Linked DNA regions of Zea mays: region 2 is linked to region 1. Evidence: chromatin contacts called from public Hi-C data. All regions are on one chromosome and are shown on one strand. The core of a region is the stretch at or near the end of the contact, and the rest is flanking DNA. Distances in the headings are between cores, read along the strand shown. Region 1 holds the start of LOC100275173. Region 2 holds the start of LOC100501764.

The links. Hi-C and Micro-C count contacts between places; a contact is called where the count stands out from the background.
Region 2: a Hi-C map of ear shows a contact between it and region 1, with 2.2 times the contacts expected there. The contact joins the promoter of LOC100501764 here to the promoter of LOC100275173 in region 1. A contact is called at or near these places in 2 of 25 Hi-C or Micro-C datasets (ear and endosperm).

The regions. Positions count from the first base shown.
Region 1 is chr5:6,162,493-6,165,982 of Zm-B73-REFERENCE-NAM-5.0, forward strand. LOC100275173 reads right to left here and starts at 1,581. Exons shown (of 1, transcript NM_001149325.1): 1 at 210-1,581. The coding sequence starts at 1,145. The coding sequence ends at 585.
Region 2 is chr5:6,348,120-6,351,954 of Zm-B73-REFERENCE-NAM-5.0, forward strand. LOC100501764 reads right to left here and starts at 1,326. Exons shown (of 1, transcript NM_001196426.2): 1 at 1-1,326. The coding sequence starts at 1,098.

The sequences.
Region 1 (3,490 bases), core at 331-2,830:
TATCGCGTTTGTATTCAAAAAAAAAGTTAGCAGTTGCCTTGCCACCAATCAGTATGATCATATGATGTGCTAGCCAAAGCATTTCCGTTCGGAATATAAGCTTCAGCATTTTTCTAGTGTTGGGGTGGGGTATCCAAGCAGTTCGGTGGCAACAGCCTCATGTTCTAATGATGCCCTGCTGCATATGATGCCATTGCATAGTGATCACATTCATCAGAAATAAGTTTTTTTTTTCCGAAACAGCGAGAGATTTCATTTTTTTTAGCCTGAACACGAGCACTGATTAGAAGCTGAGTTCCAAACTGTGACTCACTGGGCACACCGTACGGAGATCCCGTGTATAGTATTTACACTTGCATCTAAAACCTAAACGTTCGTAATACCGCAACAACACTCATCCTATTGCCTCCTAAACCAACGGCGCCAAAAACACTACTCACATTTCTCACTCCCGAGCTCTGCGTCTACAACGCTTCCTGCTCCATCGATCTCCGGCGCGCGCGAGCTCGGCCTCGACCACACCGTCCGACCGAGCGCCAGCGAGCGACCCGTCACCACCGGAGACACATGGCAGGCTCCATCTACTACTCGCTCTCCGGGATAGCGGTCAGGTCGGGGGAGAACCTGGACGCCCTCCCGCTCCCGCCCCGGTACGCCACCCTCCGTTTCCGATGCGCCACCACCGCAGCCGCGGGCTTCGACGCGACCGGGTCCGCCGCCGCGAACTCCTCCTCGGGGACCGGGAACACGAGCTGCGCCGCCGCGCCGCGCCGGCGGCGGCGGCAGGGCGACGATGGCTGGGCGAGCGCCGCGGCCCTGGCGAGCGCCGAGCTGGCCCGGACCGCGAGCGCGGCGACCTCGGCGCGGGCGAGGCGGCGGCGCTGCATCTCGGCGGGGAGCACGAAGTAGATCTGCCCCGCCTGGAGCTCGGACCCCGGCGCGACCGCCGCGACTGCGACGGGGCCCTCGAACGCCATCCCGTCGGCGTCGCAGAGGAGCCACGACGAGCCCTCGCCCGCCGCTTGCAGCGCCTCCGCGGCGGTGGCCGGTGGCGCGTACTCCCGGAGCTCTCCGCTGGGGAGCACCACCCGCGCCGCCGTCGCGGCGCCCTCGTCCGCCGCGTCGCACGACACGCAGATGCCCATTGTGCAGTGCAGCGCGGCAGTAGGGTGTGATCTTCTGTACGCTGCTGCTGCTTCGATTCGGTCCGGTCTGGCTTGCGTGCGGGTGCGGAGCGCTGTCCTTGAGCTGTATCGCGTCTTCTATGCTGGAAATGGAGATGGCGATGGCCGATGGAGGAGGAGGACCCGAAGAGGGCGGCTATATATAGCGGGAGGATGAAGAAGGAAAGGAAGTGTCATGTAGCCTCGCGTGGAGGCAAGACAGGCTGGAAGGTTTGCAACGAGCGAGGCCACAGCGATTCGCGTAGACTGATGGGCGGGGTTTGTCTTTGCATTGGCTATGAGAGGGTCATACAGAGCGCCGCACGGCCAAATCCTGAGCTGTGAAGAACTACTAAACACGACAGAGCATCGAATCCTTTGAAAAAAGATGCATTTATCTTCTAAACATTAAACACGTACATTTTTCCGAGCCATTTGGCAGCCACTTCGAAGATTGATCGTTAGATCATGTTAGAGCAACTTGCCTCTGTGTGCTGTAGCTGCTCGTGTTGCCAACCATGCAGCGGCTAAACAAAGCTGCAACAGCCATCCAACTAGCACTAACAGCATGTACAAAATCTACCAGCCGCAACCAATGGACCGGGCTGGACAGGCAGACAGCCAACCAAAACAACTACAGAAAACCAGAAGCGAGCAGACCCCAACATGCACAACCACTCTTCCCGGCACCTATATTAATCTAGCTAGGCTCATTTCCTATTCATCCTCGACTGCAAACACAACCTAGACGCCACCGTGAGAGAGAGAGAGAGAGAGAGAGAGAGAGAGAGAGAGAGAGAGAGAGAGAGAGAGAGAGAGAGAGAGAGAGAGAGAGAGAGAGAGAGAGAGAGAGAACTTTCAATTTAGAACAGAAAGAGCACATGCATGCCAAACTCGTCCGAAGTATAATGTACTAAACCATATCGGCTTTATTCCACTTGTTACAAAGAAAGCTGGGAAATATTCTCTAAAATTATATACTGATATGTACATGTATCCCTGCTCCCTAAAGCACCCTCTATTGATATTGTACAAAAGGAGTACTTAATTCCAACGACAATACAGTTTCCTGAAAAAAGATCATAGCATCATGGCTTTAAAAAGTACTGTACGTGTCTCGTGAACATCTCTGGAAACTCTCTATCCTCTCGATCGATTCTTCCGGTTTATGTTGCAACGAAACCGAGTTCACGTCACAGAGAGTGCGCTGCGTCTGCGTATGCTTTCTTGCTCGCTGGTTCCGCGCGCGGTCCGTCATAGAAAGGGTCCAGTTCTGGATTTTAGACAAGTCAATTTTCATTAGTTTGGCCAGGCTTTTTTTCAAAAGTATTATCAATATTTACTCGATATTATAGACACGTTTCTATTTTTACATTTATTTCCATCAAACTTAATTAAGATTAAGAAAACGAGAACAGTGACTATTTTTTTTTTGTTTCTCTCACAGAAGGAACACATCGTCTTGCTTCTACGTCACCGTGCCTTTCCGCCGGTTCTGCAGGTAGGCCAAAAAAAAGGCTATGGCGCACAGGTGCTAGGTCGCCCGTAGAGGTAGCGTGCAAGGCCGAGCGACGCGGCGGAGGTGGGAGCGCCGGAGTGGCGCCATGGCAGCTCCTCCTCAACGAACCCTGGGACGCGTGGTGCGTCCGGCGATGGAAGCTGGCCGCCGGACTTCACGTGGTGTCACGTACGATACGATCGCTGGCGCATTTTTCAAAAAAAAAAAAAAACTCGACCTAGCGTGCGTGGCCGTATAGGCCGTGTTGGTAGGTGTATGTGCGTAGATGCGCGCGCGGCTTCGCGTTTCTGTTCAAGACGGGTTTGGCTGACGAATGACGATGAAGGCTCGCTACAATTTACCGGATGTCCGGATGGCAACTCCACCATGCTTTGTGTCGGATCTAATTTTTAGCATCTAGGAAATTATTCCATGTCATACTGACCCGAAAAAAGTTAGCCTGACTTTGAGCTCTATTCAGTCCACCGTCTTTTGTGGCGGACCTAATTTTTATTATCTAAAATTATTCCGTACCATAGTAACCCGAAAAAAAAAAGAAAGTTAGCCCGACTTTCAACTCTAGTCGTCGTGTGTCTGACTCTCGCATGAAGTGAACTGTGGCAGAATGGACCCCAACTCACAAAACCACGGCCAAATAAAAAGAGCCATGCCGTCACGCGCGGCGAGGAGGCCGGCCGGCGACCGATCCGATCCAGCTAGTAGGTACGTACGTGTGTGCCCGCGTGGCGCCGTGCATGCGCGAGACGAGCTGCTCCGCTCAACGACAGCTAGGTAGCCCCCCACCACTAGTCTAGCTGGCTGGATCGCG
Region 2 (3,835 bases), core at 76-2,575, 190 kb after region 1:
AAACACCCTGTAAAATGAAGTTATGATGAAGTCTGGCCGGAACAGAGACAGCCCCAGCGAGTCCATGTCCTTAGGCCCCAGAGCCCCAGCATCAAGCAGGACATGCCAGTGGTTCTGCTGAGCCAATGCCATCCACTGGTACGAGTACTTTGCCCCCGTCACCCTCGACTGCACAGGGAACACGAAGAGGCCAGTGGCGGAGTCCTTGCGCCGCCGCTTCTTGGTGGAGATCAGCTTCCGGAGCTCCGTGGTGCAGATCTTGAGCGTGGGCCACTTGAACCAGGCGGAGTATGCCTTGGCTCCCTTGTCACGCGCGACCTGCGTCATCCAGTTCACGGACTGGGACTCGTGGTCGAACATGGTGAGCAGGCGCTTGTTGGTGCCGAAGGGGTAGCACTCGGCGAGGAGCCGGAAGGCCGAGCCGCGGCTGACCGTGAAGACGAGACAGTACTCGGACTCGGGGATGTTGAGGTAATCCATGATGCGGTTCTTGATGTCGTGCTCCGCGGTGCCCTTCTCGGCGGCGCCGTAGAGCGCATGGTTGCTGAGGTTGGCGGTGATCTCCGAGAGCGTGAACGCCGCTGACGAGTCCGCAGGGTTGCAGCTTTGGAGGTAGGAGAAGAGGCCAAAGCCGCAGTAGTCGAGGCATACCTTGTCCAGGTGCGGGTACTCGTCGGCGCGGAGGCGGTCCACGTCCGACGCGGACGCGTAGTTGGGGTACATGACGAGGAACTTGGCGAGCGCCTCCTCCAGCACAGGGAGCGCGTCCGGCGACTGGAACGCGCGCTCCGCGGCCAACGCCGTCGCGCGCAGGAAGTCCCTCTGCGCGTGGAGCCGCGCCAGCGACCGCGACCGCCCCACGGACCCCTCCTCCGCACCGCCGTCCCCTCCATCGAGGAGCGCCACGTCGCGGGACTTGGCGAGGGACCCGTCCTCGGACGCCTCCTCCAGCGCCTCCCGCAGCTTGCTCTCCTGCAGCCGTCGCCCGCCGCCGGACCCCGCGCCCGCTCCCGCCGGCGGCGTCCGCGGCGGACGGTTCTTCTTGTCCAGGAGCAGCGCGGCGCAGTGGGACAGCGGCTTCCACAGTTTCAGATGCATGGCCGCCCGCCCGCCTGCCCGCGCAGAAATCCGGGACCTTTCCTACAACATCCGATTCCCCACCGCCGCCGATGGCCCCCTCGCGAATTCTCGGGATCAAATCAGCCCGCGATCGAATTCGACGCGGACAAGGGTCTCTCCTAGGGCTTCGAGGGATCGACGGAGACGGACGATCGGGCTGGGTGCCCTCACCGCTGCGGAATCTGGATCAAGGAACAGAGCAGAGAGAGAAGGGGACAGGCGGAGGAGTGAAAGGAAGAGGAAGCAAGGGCCGAAGGGGAGAGAGAGAGGACAGACGAGGAGGAGGAGGAGGAAGCGGAAGGGAGTTATTGGAGCACACCAACTCGTCTGCACGGAATTAAAAGCAGGGGGTCCCAATCCAAGCATTTAATGGCGACTCCACAAAATTGTTTGGCTGTATTTTGGATTTTGCTTCATCGGTAGATAGATTTCGATCTCATCTACGGAAAAAAAAACTAATGTACAGATATCCCAGATTTGCCTTTCGCTCGAAAATGCAATCTGTACTGAATCAAACAATCTTTGGAGATAAATGAGCTGTGGCAGATTTGCATTGCTGGTGAACTCATTAATTACTGCTTGCACTAGAGTCCTTAAGAAACCTCCTTGTCCGGTGGCGGTGAGCCGGTGACAACTTTTAAATTAAAATAAATCTCGCCTTCTGGAAATTTATAATTAACTAAATCTATAAGACCAACTACCGTATAAAATATTATTTTACATTATTTATAAAGTGAAATTTAAAATAAATAAAGAGTGAGATAGAGAGTCTACTGAAGATAGTTCAAGACGTTATATTTATTTCACCGGATATATTGAATATATCTTTATAACAAATAGATTTTCAAGGTACAAATGTAGATATTATTATTTTTATAAAGTGTGGCTTATTTTAAATTTAGCGTTAATTATTTTTAGTACGGAGAGTGCCTCATTTTGTCTTACATGACATTTTTCTACTATTTTTCAAGCAGAAAACATAGTCATTTGATTTTTTTTCTATTCTTCTCACTATACGTGTTTACACCTTGGGGTTGAACATTGTGTTACGCTGAAAGTTTTGGTTTGTCGGAGAAGATGGGAGTGGAAACGGGATGGGTCATGTGCATTGACTTTGTCCCGAGGAAAGTAAAGATATTCTCCTTGGGGCCGGGATTCCAGCTTCTGATCTGAAATGACTGGTTTTTCATGTACGTTCAATTGGCCATGGCTCAGAAAAGTCCAACCTCAGCACACACAAAAAAAGAGCTTCTTCAACGCTGCATCAAAATGGGACCCGACCTGATTCTTGTCGCAATTTAGGAACTCCCAAGTCCTAATCCTACATGTTTTGTTTTTCCAAACCTAATGATGCCCAGCCAACTACTGCTTTTCTTTTCTCCCCCACGGTACCGTACCGCGCGCTATGGATGATATGCCAACGAAACTGAATAATAATGCACAGAGAGGGCATTGCAGCCCACAAATTAACACATGATCGCCAGCTCGCCATGCCCAACTAATCTCAGAATCGCTAGTCCTGCTCCCAGCTTTCAAGAGATGTGGAAGACAGGTTTGCCCGAACGATGAAGCGAGCTGGTGTTTCTCATCCTGGAGTCACTTTCCTGACAGTTGGCCGGCGTCCATGTCGTCCAGGGATCATCAGTGCTTAACTGACGGCTAGCACTGCGATAGATATAAACAAGTCGTAGCAGAAACGCCCTGCAGCACACGTACATTGGCAGCCCAGCAAGTACGCGAGAGGGAGGGCTGAAGCTAGCTACCATCGCGTAGCAGTCCCAAGTGGAGTAGCTTGTGGGGGGAGGGTGGGGAAGAGAGTGTAGTTTAAAACCCTTCAATTCAAGGCCATGCTGTGGTTCTTGCAATGGCAACAAATGAACAGAACCACCCCGGCCCGAGTTGGGTTCTGCTGCTGCAGCATGGCCGTCAGCTTTATGTACAAGCATCCAAACCACACTTTTGGCGGTGCAGATCAAGTGTAAATTATTGATACACCGCCCGTACAAGTAATAAAAGTAGTTTGGCCCAAACTCTTGCCGAATGTCAGCTAGCTCAGACATGGGGGGTCCTCGTTTGGGAATTTGACCACGGTTACCGATAAACCTGCTGCTAGTGGTGGTAGCGTAACCATGAACCACTAGGGATAAAAGAAACCGCACCAGGTGCCGACGAGGCTTGGTTTCAGTAACTACTCTTTCTGATTAGGCCGAGGACTCTTTGCTGCGTTGCGTAATAAGCGCGATGGCGGTGTTTAATTACGCAGATAAAACTCTCGACTGGTCCAATGTCAACCTGAAATCCGGGTGACGCCGTGCCGCCATCGGAGCTGCGATGTGAATAATAATAATAGACTAGAGCAGAGAGCCTGTCCTGCTGGCTGGAGATACTTTTTTTTTCGTAGAAACTGCGTGTGTGTGGCCCTTGGCTTCCTCTGTGCGGCCATGTTCACGACGCCTTGCAAGCTCCTTGCTTGCTGTGCTGTGCTGTGCATGACGCTCCTCGCTGTTCAGGCATCATCAGTCCTTCACCTGCACAACTCATAGCTCCCTCCAGTTTCCAGCAATCAGCAAACACACATGCGCACAGCAGATTCTGGGGGTGAAAAGAAAAAGGGTTTCCATAACACAACACTACATGAACTAATTAATACTCCATCGGTTCCAATTTATAATTCTAAGCAGCCAGAATACCTGCACAGACTTCTTTTCCCCCTCCC